Regions from separate parts of the Oryctolagus cuniculus genome. Here region 1 is linked to region 2. The links are chromatin contacts, called in public Hi-C maps. All regions are on one chromosome and are shown on one strand. Each heading gives the region's core, a stretch centred on a gene start, on an enhancer-like site or on the middle of the called end of the contact. The rest is flanking DNA. Distances are from core to core; before and after follow the strand shown.

The links. A called contact is a pair of places that touch in the nucleus more often than the background predicts.
Region 1: a Hi-C map of psoas muscle shows a contact between it and region 2, with 7 times the contacts expected there. The contact joins the enhancer-like site here to the promoter of PDLIM5 in region 2. A contact is called at or near these places in 5 of 6 Hi-C or Micro-C datasets (ear pinna, embryonic fibroblasts, liver and 2 more).

The regions. Positions count from the first base shown.
Region 1 is chr8:71,065,237-71,070,586 of mOryCun1.1, reverse strand. No RefSeq gene overlaps it. Among named protein-coding and RNA genes, the nearest start is that of PDLIM5, 51 kb to the right of the region's middle. Within about 2 kb of position 1,331, at least 3 of the 8 cell types and tissues checked have an H3K27ac peak or open chromatin away from gene starts, as enhancers often do.
Region 2 is chr8:71,013,096-71,018,912 of mOryCun1.1, reverse strand. It overlaps PDLIM5 (PDZ and LIM domain 5), which reads left to right and starts at 1,936. Exons shown (of 16, transcript XM_070047851.1): 1 at 1,936-2,089; 2 at 5,220-5,357. The coding sequence starts at 5,262.

The DNA.
Region 1 (5,350 bases), core at 82-2,581, 52 kb before region 2:
CTTCCTCTTATAAAAAAATCAAGCACCAAAAGATATGGTATATCCAAAATAGGCCATAGGAATTACGAGACAAGTTATTATGGCCATACTAGTTTAAGAAAGTCCTCACGGAAATAATGGCATATAATGGCTCTCAGAGAATGGGTGGGAATTGGACACATGGGAGGACTCTGTGGACACAGGGTTAGGAGTGGATAAATGAGGGAAGAACCTTGGGGAAAAAAGGTAGAGACTAAGAACAGCTCATGTGTGTTGAACAGTGAAGGAACACACTTGAGTAGCTGGCTGATCAGGAATACTAGAGAGGATGATGTGAAAATACTAGGAAATAAGCAGGTAAAATCAATGTAAATTCTGAATGGAGGCATTGAAAGCTGAAGCACAATTTCAAGTTCTAACTGCACAACATCAACCCTAATACCCACTGCTACCTTTTCAATGCATCATGTTGTGGCTAATATTATATTAATCCATTAAAACTACATTACTGAAGCTGTAATTTTTAAATAGCATTTTTGATGTAAAGGTATTAGGGTATTAGGAAAAATCATTTAGTAGCACAACTGAAGATAGATGAGGGCAGAGGTAAGCATTAGGAACCAGATACACATTTATTACCACCATCCAAGTTAAAGTACCAACATCAAGAACAGAAAGACTGGGGCAAATAGAGACATCATATTAAATCAGAAAAAGGAAAAGGAAAATTTGAGACATACTTTAAGTAAAATATAGTGGCATTTTAAGACTATAGATTTAGACTCAGTACCTGTCTCCTCCCAATGCCTTTCCTTTTATGTCATAACCTCCCAAAAACTTGAAAAGGGCTGATGTTTCACTACACAGGTTTGGTATTTTAGATGCAGTTGACCAAGTTTGCTTACACGTTCTCCACGTGAAGTGAGAGAGGGAGAGGTCACCACTAGAGGGCAGCAGTCCCCTCACTTGCCACCGCCGTCACTCTTCAGTTTGACTTCCTATACAGATAGTGGTTTTAGTATTTATTCTGGCCAGTAACTGCTCATTTTCTCTTCCTACAGAAAACACCTGCTATGTAGTTTTACTAACTATGAAATTCCACTAATTTAGAGGTAAAATACCTGAGAGTTGTAATCTTGGTAGAACATTTAGAATCTGTTGCCTTTTTTATTGTTATTTTTGGTTCAATAGCTCAGAAATAAGGTGACACCTGGGATCTGAGCAAGAACTTGTTGGTCACACCATGTACTGTAGTGACAAGTAAAATGTAGCCTGTGGCCAGCTGAGTTCTAAATAGGATTGCTCCTTCTCAAGGCTTGCTTTGCCCTTTATCCAGTACACAGGCAGCTGTGACAAGACAGCCCCTTTGCTCAAAATAGCTGTCCACCAGCCTGTCACTCACCTGAAGTGCACTAAGATGGTGGTTCCCAACGTTTTCAAAGTTAGGGACCTTGGCAAGCAATGTGGGTGAGTTAAAGTACGTGTAACATCAAAAATGCTATTTAAAAATTATAGCTTCAGTAATGTAGTTTTAATGAATTAATATAATATTAGCCACAACATGATGCATTGAAAAGGTAGCAGTGGGAACATTCAAAATAGTATCTCAACAGTCACAGTTCAGGCTCACTGCCTCAGCTCATTCATGGGCTCTGATGTATATCCACAGTCTACTTCTTTCCTACGGCACAAGTTCTGGGGTCTACACGAAGGGAATCACTGAGTTTATGTATTAGGCCCCCAAACCACCACTTTCAAGATGGCAACATCTTATTTTCTAGTTAGATTTTAAAAAAAAGTAACCCACTCTTAGAAATGGAAAATGAACAGTTTCAGGGTATGATTAGAAGGCGAGAGTCCCTGGCATTCCTCCATGAGCACATCTGATACAAGTTTGTATGTAGCTGCCTATGATATTCCTCTAAAGATGTATCATGGTTAAAGTTTTTAAAATATCAGTGGCAGTTTGATCTCTCAAAGACGTCAATTCCAAATACAGTCTGTCTGTATGACCTAAACCTCTTCCTTTGGTGTCCTCCTGAGTGCGTAACACACATTCTTAGCTCAAATTTCCTGCGAGTTTTGACATCATAGATGAGGTATCTACTGGCGCTAATACAAGAGTATCTGGCCACATGCAGCTCTGAAGAGAGCCAAGATTCCATAGCTCATGTTAACTGATGGTGAAACTCCACTGCTCAATTCTGGGAAAAGTCAAATTGCATCTTTTATTAAAGTAAATTACTGTATGTTCAGCACTGGTTTCTCATTGGAATTTATCAACCAGAGGATGCAATTAATTAAATAGGACATCCATGGTAGATTATTTATTATCAAGGAGGGGTACCAAATATAATCAGGATCACATATCTACACCGAAGGAAACAAACTTACCCAAAAGGCAGCATTCAATTTCTGTGTCAATTAAGAAACCATCATATAATAAGGGAGAAATATATTATACTTTCATAGGCCTCAAGGCTATTGTATGGTTAAAAAAAAAAAAGAAGCAATTATTCTTACTGTTGTCAAATACTCTTACTCTTGATAAATACAGAAGACAGTTCTATGGGTCACAGGCTAACAGAGAGCTAGCAGCCTGTTTTCCGTAACCTGTACCAGCCATTCCCACCCTTACTAAGAACAAGTCCACAGCCTTTCTCATGGGGTAGCAGGACTCAGGCGAATAATGCATGAGTTGTAGTTGCACCTTTGGGCAGTTGGCAGTGGATAGAATTCTCTGAAATCTGGAGGTCATAGGTTGGGCAATGCTGATCTGGGTCAACCTTCATTTTCTGAGGTCCAGTGAGATTAAAGGATTTATACAAAATGACTTACATCACATAGTTTGTTTATATATTTATGTTTATATTTATATAAAATATAAATCTCCCCAAGGTTTGTCTCATAGAATGTCCGCTTCCCCACAAGTATAGGTGAGAGTCTTCAGAGCCTTTGAAAGATTCCTCCACTAATTCAGAGAATTGTATTTTCAGGAAATGTATCAGCTAGGAGCTGAGAGCACTACTATACTTCATACCTGAAAACTCCAAAGACTGCTCAGGAAACTTATAAATAGAATAGCTACCAATGGTTTGATGTCAGTCTTAAGACATAAATAATGTTTAGCAGGTGTCAAACCAAGGCCTGGTTCTGTCTGATGTTTTCATCTGTGACCTAGATAAGACATTGGCAACCCGGAGGGCCAAAATCTCTTCCAAGAATTGTAAGGGCAGGCACTCAGCCCCCACATCGCACAGTGGAGTACCTGTGCCTGATTCCTGGCTCCAGCTCCTGACTCATGCTAATGCAGACTCAGGGAGGCACCAATCATGGGTCCAGTAATTAGGTTCTTGCCACTCATATGCGAGATCTGGATTGAGTTTCTGGCTCCTGGCTTTGGCCCAGCCCAGCCCCAGCATTGGGGGCATTTGAGGAAGTAATCAGAGGATGGGGAGTTGTCCGTCTCTCAAATAAATGAAGTAAATAAATGGAATTGTATCTGTTAGGAAGCCTTCTGTGCCTCCTGTCCACAGTTTGCTATTTCTTATCTTCTTCCCAAATCAGGTTCCATTTCATTCCCATAGCTCAACTGACCTCACCTAGGAGTTAGATTACTTAATTATTTACCACAACACTATGAGTGATTTTTGCAAAAACAAACAACAACAACAACAACAACAAAACATTCTTCGAAATAGCTGAGAGGCCTTTAATTTTTTTAAAATTTATTTATTTATTTGAAAGTCAGTTATACAGAGAGAAGGAGAGGCAGAGACACGGGGGTGGGGGGTCTTCCATACACTGGTTTACTCCCCAGATGGCCGCAATGGCCAGAGCTAGGCTGATCCGAAGCGAGGAGCCAGGAGGTTCCATGGGGTCTCCCACACTCCCACGAGGGTGCAGGGGCCCAAGGACCTGGGCCATCCTCTACTGCTTTCCCAGGCCACAGCAGAGAGATGGATTGGAAGTGGAGCAGCCAGGACTCGAACTGGCACCCATATGGGATGCCAGCACTGCAGGCGATGGCTTTACCCACTAAGCCACAGCATTGGCCCCAGGAGCCTTTAATTTTTAAAATGATTTTTTTTTATCCAAAAGAGTACTTCTTTGAGATATGCATCACTGCTCTACTTAACATACTAGAATATTTCTTCCTGTGAAGAATAGCTGTAACTTCTCCGAATCCACTAATGTTTAAAAATTCTTTCAAAATTTGAAATCACAACATTCCTTCTCACTGAACCTGAGCTAAACCTCCAAATCCTTCTCCGTCTGATTCCTCAGGCAGCAACTAACAATTGATCAATGAGACTCAATCACTACATGTAAGGAAATTGACTTGCCATTAAAAAGCATCATTGTATAAAACATCATTTTGTTTGAAAGGCAGAGAAAGAGAGATTTTCCATCCACTGGCTCATTCTCCAAATTTCCCCAACAGCCAGAGTTGGACCAGGCCAAAGTCAGGAACCAGGAACTCAATCTGGATCTCCCATGGGAAGCACAGACCTAAATACTTGAACCACCACCTGTTGCCTCCCCGGGTGCACATTAGCAGGAAATTGGAAGTGGAACCAGGCACTTCATTGTGGCATGTGTTCCAAGGGGGCAAGTTCACTGCTACAACGGACCCTTGCTCCTTGCAATTTCTGATTTGTGTGATGTGAATATATTCCTATTTGCAGGTGAAGAATGATATTTTATAACCTCTCAAAATATTCCTTTGTATATCATTTTAAAGAAAGGGTAATGCATTTTCGTTCTCTGCTTTTTTACTTATAGACCTTATTGAAGCTGGAAAAACAGAACATGTTGGGAGCTTTGGTTTTTATCAAAGAGACAGCGGATGCTTCCATCAGGATCACTGAGATCTAAATCATTTCTGTAAGTAACAACAGTACTTAAAGTCATGTGAAATTTTGAAAACCGGAGTTTTAGCCATTTGCAGTATATTCTTAATGAATAGACCACTCTATTTTTTTTAATAAAAATGATGCCAGTTGGGAAAAAAATTCATAAGGGTTTACAAATAAGGCTACTTAGAAGCAGCCACAAGTATCTGAGAGGTCAGGAAAGTAGAGTGTCTCATGCAGACTTTGCTGTTAAAAATATTCCAGTGATGTATTTTTATAGGCAGGCGAGGGGAAAATGTCCATAAATAGCCCTAGGAAGTTTAGCCAAGAACTTCAGTTGCCAGTAAAAATAGTAAATTGACCAGCATTAGAAATAGTTCAAATTTAGTTAATACTTAAAAAGGCAAAAAATAAGAAGAAATGGAAAAAACCTCAACATTTCAGCTTGCAGAATTATTGTATGTTTGCTATATTCTCTGTTTTTCTAGTGGTTTTCTCCACTTTCAAACCCTATA
Region 2 (5,817 bases), core at 687-3,186:
TGCAGCGCGCCGGCCGCAGCAGCCATTGGAGGGTGAAACAACGGCAAAAGGAAGTCCTTTCTCTCTGTCTCTCTCTCTCACTGTCCACTCTGCCTGTCAAAAAAAAAAAAAAAAAAAAAAAAAAGTAAAAAAAAAAAAGCAAAAGAAATAAGGGGCCGGTGCTGTGGTGTAGTATACAAAGCTGCCATCCTCAGCGCTGGCATCCTACGTGGGCACTGGTTGGAGTCCCAGCGGCTCCATTTCTGATCCAACTCCCTGCTAATGTGCCTGGAAATGCAACAGAAGATGGCCCGAATACTTGGCACCCTGCACTCAAGCAGGAGACCCAGAAGAAGCTCCTGGCTCCTGGCTTTCGATCAGCCAACCCTGGCAGTTGTGACCATTTGGGGGAGAGAATCACTGGATGGAAGATCTCTCTGTCTCTGCTTTTATCTCTCTCTCTCTCTCTCTCTCTCACCCTCTCTTTCTCTTTCTCTCTATAACTCTGCCTTTCAAATAAATAAATAAAAATTTTTTTGACAGAGTTTGATAGTGAGAGAGAGAGAGAGAGAGAGAGAAAGGTCTTCCTTCCGCTGGTTCACTCCCCAAATGGCCGCCACAGCCAGCGCTGTGCAGATCCGAAGCCAGGAGCCAGGTGCTTCTTCCTGGTCTCCCATGCGAGTTCAGGGGCCCAAGCACTTGAGCCATCCTCCACTGGCACTGAATTTTCAACAGTAGAGTGAAATATAGTCCTCCCCAAAGAAAGTTGTGTTTAATGGAGATAATTCTGCTTCAATTTGGAAATTCCAATTAGTTAAAATGTCCAATTAATTAAACTGATATAAAGCAAGAAAACCCTTTCCGTTTTCCAGTTGCAGTAACCATGTTTCAACTGTCCAACAGCCACTGAACGTGTGGCTACTGATTTGGACATAGCAGCTTTGAACCTTTTGTTGTCACTTCTAGAGGGTTCAAAGACCTCACCAAGTTCAGCCTTGCTTCCATGTCGCTTGGTTAAGAGCTGTTCCTATAAGGGAAGTTTAATTGGCCCAGTCCTTAAGAGGCCACTTGGGACTGCAGCAATCTGAGCGCCTGGATTCTGGTCCTGGCTCTGCTTCTGATCCAGTTTCCTTTCTCCCGTTCCCTTATCCTGGAAAATGCTGTGCGATGGCTCAGGTCGGAGTTCTGGGCCCAGCCCTGGCTATTGTGGGCATCTGGGAAGTGAACCAGTGGATGGGAGATCTCTCTGTTAGGAAAAAGAAGGAGGGGGGGAGGAAGGGAAGGTGGGAGGGAGGGAGAGGACGGAGGGAAGGAGGGGAAAGGAAGAAAGAAAGAATTGTTCTTTTCACATTTACAAGGCAATTCGCAGTGCAAAAGAATCTACAAGTTACTTTCCGGGTATTCCAAGTTCATTATCCGCATTTGCCTAGGAATAAATTCCTCGTCAAAATCGAGGAAACTTTCAGAAGGAGGAAAGCAGGTTATGGATCTGGATATAGAAAAACAAGTTCAAGATGAAGTGGTTGCAGCATTGTCGCGCGATGTTAGATTTCAGTGCTGCAGATTAGGGCTACCGATTTTCACCTTCCCGACAAGCAGCTTTCAGGGTCTGCTCTTCTCGGAGCCTACAACTTCTCTCAGAAGAATCCAGGCGGTAGCTGCTGAACTTGCATAGATAGGGATGTAGCCAAAGTCCTCTTCTATTTTTAGCCAGAGCAACTGTTGGCCAATACAACTTTCTGGGCAGAGAAGTGCACCCTCCTGCAAAACGGACACGCAGAAGGTTAGCCCTTTGCCAGGTCCCCTTTGAAATCCCCTCACACTACTCCCACCGAAACTCGATAGCGCAATTGTTTTCCGCAGCGGCTGCAGCCAGCCCCATCACGCGCGCGCCCCGGGCACCCCCTTCGCCTTCTGGGTCAGGGCTCGGAGCCCCACCGCGCTGCCCGGCTGGGGGCGTGGCCTGGCGCGAAGGGGCGTGCCCAGGGCCGGGGGCGGGGCTGCCGCGCCGGGAGGCGGAAGTTCTCGCGGGCCGCGGGGACGGCGCACGCACCGCCAGTCACTTGTCAGCGCTCGTCTGAGGCGGAGGCAGCGCCGCGCCGGACCCGAGGTGAGTGTCCGGCGGCTGCAGATGCGCGTCTCGGCTCTGTGGCAGAGAGGAGGGGAGAAGCTGGTCTCCTCGTGGGCCGGCTCGCTGAGGAGGAGGAAGGGGCGCACCTCGGGCCGGGGCGGCTCCTCAGGTGCTTTCTGGGCGCGGAGCGGCGGAGGTGGGAGAGCGGCCAGGGCGAGAGGAGCTCCCGGGAAGAGGCAGTGCGGGGGTGGGCGTGAGGCTGTAGGGCTAGCCCTGGCAGTTCGGGTCGGCCGGGAGGAGCGCCCTGGAGGCTGGGGGGTGGTGCGGGCGGGCTCCGGGGGGCTCCTGAGCCCCGCCGCGCCGACCTTCCCCTGCCGGCTGCCGGCGTGGCTGGGCGGCCCGCCTCGGGTCTCCCCACGACCTGCGCCAACCCCTTGGGGGAAGACGTGAGTTATTTTTGTGTGTGTGTGCGCTCAGGGTCCTGAGGATCCTTCATCCCCACCCCCCACCCCCAGTATTTACAGTTGTGTAACCTGTTCAGGGAAAACTTGTGCGCCCAGACATAAAGCTCGTTAAAAAAAAAAAAAAAAACAACTTGCCTAATTGTTGGGGCTTTTGCAAGGCGGTGCGTTTGACAATAAGTGGAAAAAGGAAGGGCGTATGGACTGGGCAGAACTTGGAAAGAAAATCCGTAGCCTGCGCTGGGCAGGGCAGGTCTAGGGTGTGATCGCCGGCTCCTATCCCAGGTCCGCCTCCCTGACCGCGAGGACGTCTGAACCCGCCTGCCACGGAAGCAGCGCGCCCGGGAGCCTTATTTGGCCAACAGGGCGAGGCGCGAACCTCGGCTGGAAACTGTCTCGTCGGCTACTTTTCGTCCTACGCCTGTGGCTTCTGTAGCTCTGCTCCATTATCCCTCTATTGGAGGGCAGGGGCCGGGGGAGGGAACCTCAAGATATTTCTTCCTAATTTCAGGCTCTACTTGTCACTTGGTGCAGATCATCGCAAGTTCTCCACCCTAAGAAGCTCGGGTACAAATGTGGCAATACCAAGTTTCCTAGTCCTAAAGTGAAGTTAGTGTGTAGACTTCACCCGAAAGGAATCCCCACGTTTTCTGTGTTTCAAAGCAGGTTGCTGTTTCCTGCTGACTCACTTATTTAGGAAGGATTTGGTCACTAATAGCTAGAGGGAGGAGACCCGGAAAAGACCACTACAACTATTGCCATGGCTTAGGGATCAGAAGGTCTTGAAGGCAAATGAATTGCAGGTGACGCTAGCAGGAGAGTCCAGCTTGGAGATGTCGCTGGCTACAAGTGCAAAGACTCTGGCCTCGTCCTGTGACTGTGACCTTGCAGGTCCTATAAATTCTGACAACAAGTGGGAGAGGTCAGGAAGGGAGTCCCCAAGTTAAGAGAAGTTGCATGTCGATGGCTTGATATATAAATTAAATAGATTTTCTTGTAGGGAAGAATGGGCTAGAGGAAGTTGAGCCTAAAGTTCACATACTTCCCCTGCTAGAAGTTAAAGATTAAAAAAAGGAGGGCAGGCAGCCTGCGAAAGTCAGTTGGCTTTACATGATTCTGATTTGTCACGTGTGCCAATAGCAAGATTTTCTCGACTACGCTACTAGTTTTAATGAAGATCGTCTTTTGTATTGCAGGAAAACACCACCTCCCCGCTATTAATTTTTCACCTACATGCAACAGTTTAACTTCTGGCGTGGCTTTGGGTCTTTTTAGTGCCTGTGTCTGCTACTTCAGTACTGAAGTAATGTGTTATTGCCTGCTAGTTTAATGTACTTCCACGCCATGGAAAAGCTCATTTAGTGCCTAAGTAGATACAGTGCAGATTTTTCCCTGATTTAATTTTTCTTTAAGATCCAGGCTTATTTGAAAGTTGGGTCTAATTTTCCCTTTCTGAGAAGAAGGAATCTGTTTGCTTTAAGTTTGAATAGCTGCATCTGTCACTCTGAATCTGGTGTGAAGGGATAGTAATTTTCAGTGTGTTAAAAAGTGGAAAAATATGTCAAGACAGGTAATATAAAGTGAATTTGGTTGAACAGCTCAGATTTTCCAAGGAAGTGTGTCTTAAATGGCTGCTTCCTAAAGTGTCTTTTAATAATTTTAAAATTATACACCTGTTAATATTTTTAATACTTTTAAAAGGAGAGACCTGTTATGTTTCTTAGTATTACATTAAAAAAAAAAAAAACTCCATTCCTCCCAATTTCTCCCATCCCTATAAAAACCAAAACACCCAATCAGACTTCGTTTTTTTTTTTTTAAAGTACAACCTTGAGAGTCATTAGGAGCACAAGCAAAAAAAAAAAAAAAAAGGAAAAAAAGAAAGCACTGAGGTGCTGATTCTTTTTTAAATCTCAGTTCAGTTTCATGTGTAAATGTTAACCCTGTGGTCCTATGGCATTCAGTCATAGTTGTATTCAGTGAGTGCTCACCCCTCCCTGTGAGAAATGTGTATGAAACGAAAAGCCGCTTCTGCCTAAATGTCACCATACTCAAGCATTTGTCATTGCCTATTTGAGGGAGAAGTGAATATTACTTTAAGTATAGAAGATACCATGTCCCTGGAAGTGGAAATACGAGTTGTAGTTCATGATTGGAGAAAAGAGTTTTGTGCACAGGAAAGCATCTTCTGTTTTAAACGATTTAGTGTTTGGAAAGCATGAATGGGAGCCTGCTGATTTGCAGCCCTGTCCATGTGTTAGAATAGCTTAGAATTTAAGTAAGTGAAATTGAAGGACTCTTGCCAACTGCAGGCAAAAGAATGTATGAGGTAGAAGGAAAGGGAAAATCACTTTGAGTTAAACCTGAAATAAAATCCTGCTTTTCTTATATACATTAATGAGGTGTTGTAAAGTGCTTTGAATTAAAGTTTGTGTGCAGGAAGCTAGAATATTGGATTGTAGCAAATTGTAAAACTGGTCAAGTAAGTGTCTAGAAATATATTCTGATACAGAATTTTTAGACTATGGAAATTGACTTGAGTATAAAAACTGTTTATTAGCTTATACATTCCTTTTCTTAGGCTGAAATTGGTGAGGAACTTAATAGACTTATTAAAATAATTAAGTTGGCTTTATATTAAATACATTTAAATGTGTAGTAAGGTTTCAAATAAACATTTTTGGTAACCATTTAATTTTCTTTTACAGTTTCTTACATTTTCTGGCATTGGCCCTTCAGCCATTAGAACCATGAGCAACTACAGCGTGTCCTTGGTTGGCCCAGCTCCTTGGGGTTTCCGACTGCAAGGTGGCAAGGATTTCAACATGCCTCTGACAATCTCTAGTGTAAGCAGACTTTACAGATTTTATTACAGATGTTCATTCAGTGTGTGGCGCTCGAAACCTCAGGGCTCATTGTTGAATTCTCTGTTGACCTGTACTTTATTATGATTGCTTGTAGGATCTGACTTTGGCAAATTTAGTTATCTATAGTGAAGGAAGGGAGAGGAGATTTAGCAAGGATAAATGATTTCATTTTAGTTTACTTTTTATTTCACTCCCCCAACCCCATATTATCAGTAGGAAAATGGAAAAGCATTTAATTGAGGACAGACCCTAAAATTTTGTGTGGCCAATTCTCTGGACTTTGTACTTTCTGCATATATAACTTTAAAAGGTTGCGGTATGGAATTTTAGCTGTCCCTCTCCGATCTAAATGTTGTTTATTAAAAACTTTTGAGTAGGCCGGCGCTGCGGCTCAATAGGCTAATCCTCCGCCTGCGGCACCAGCACACCGGTTCTAGTC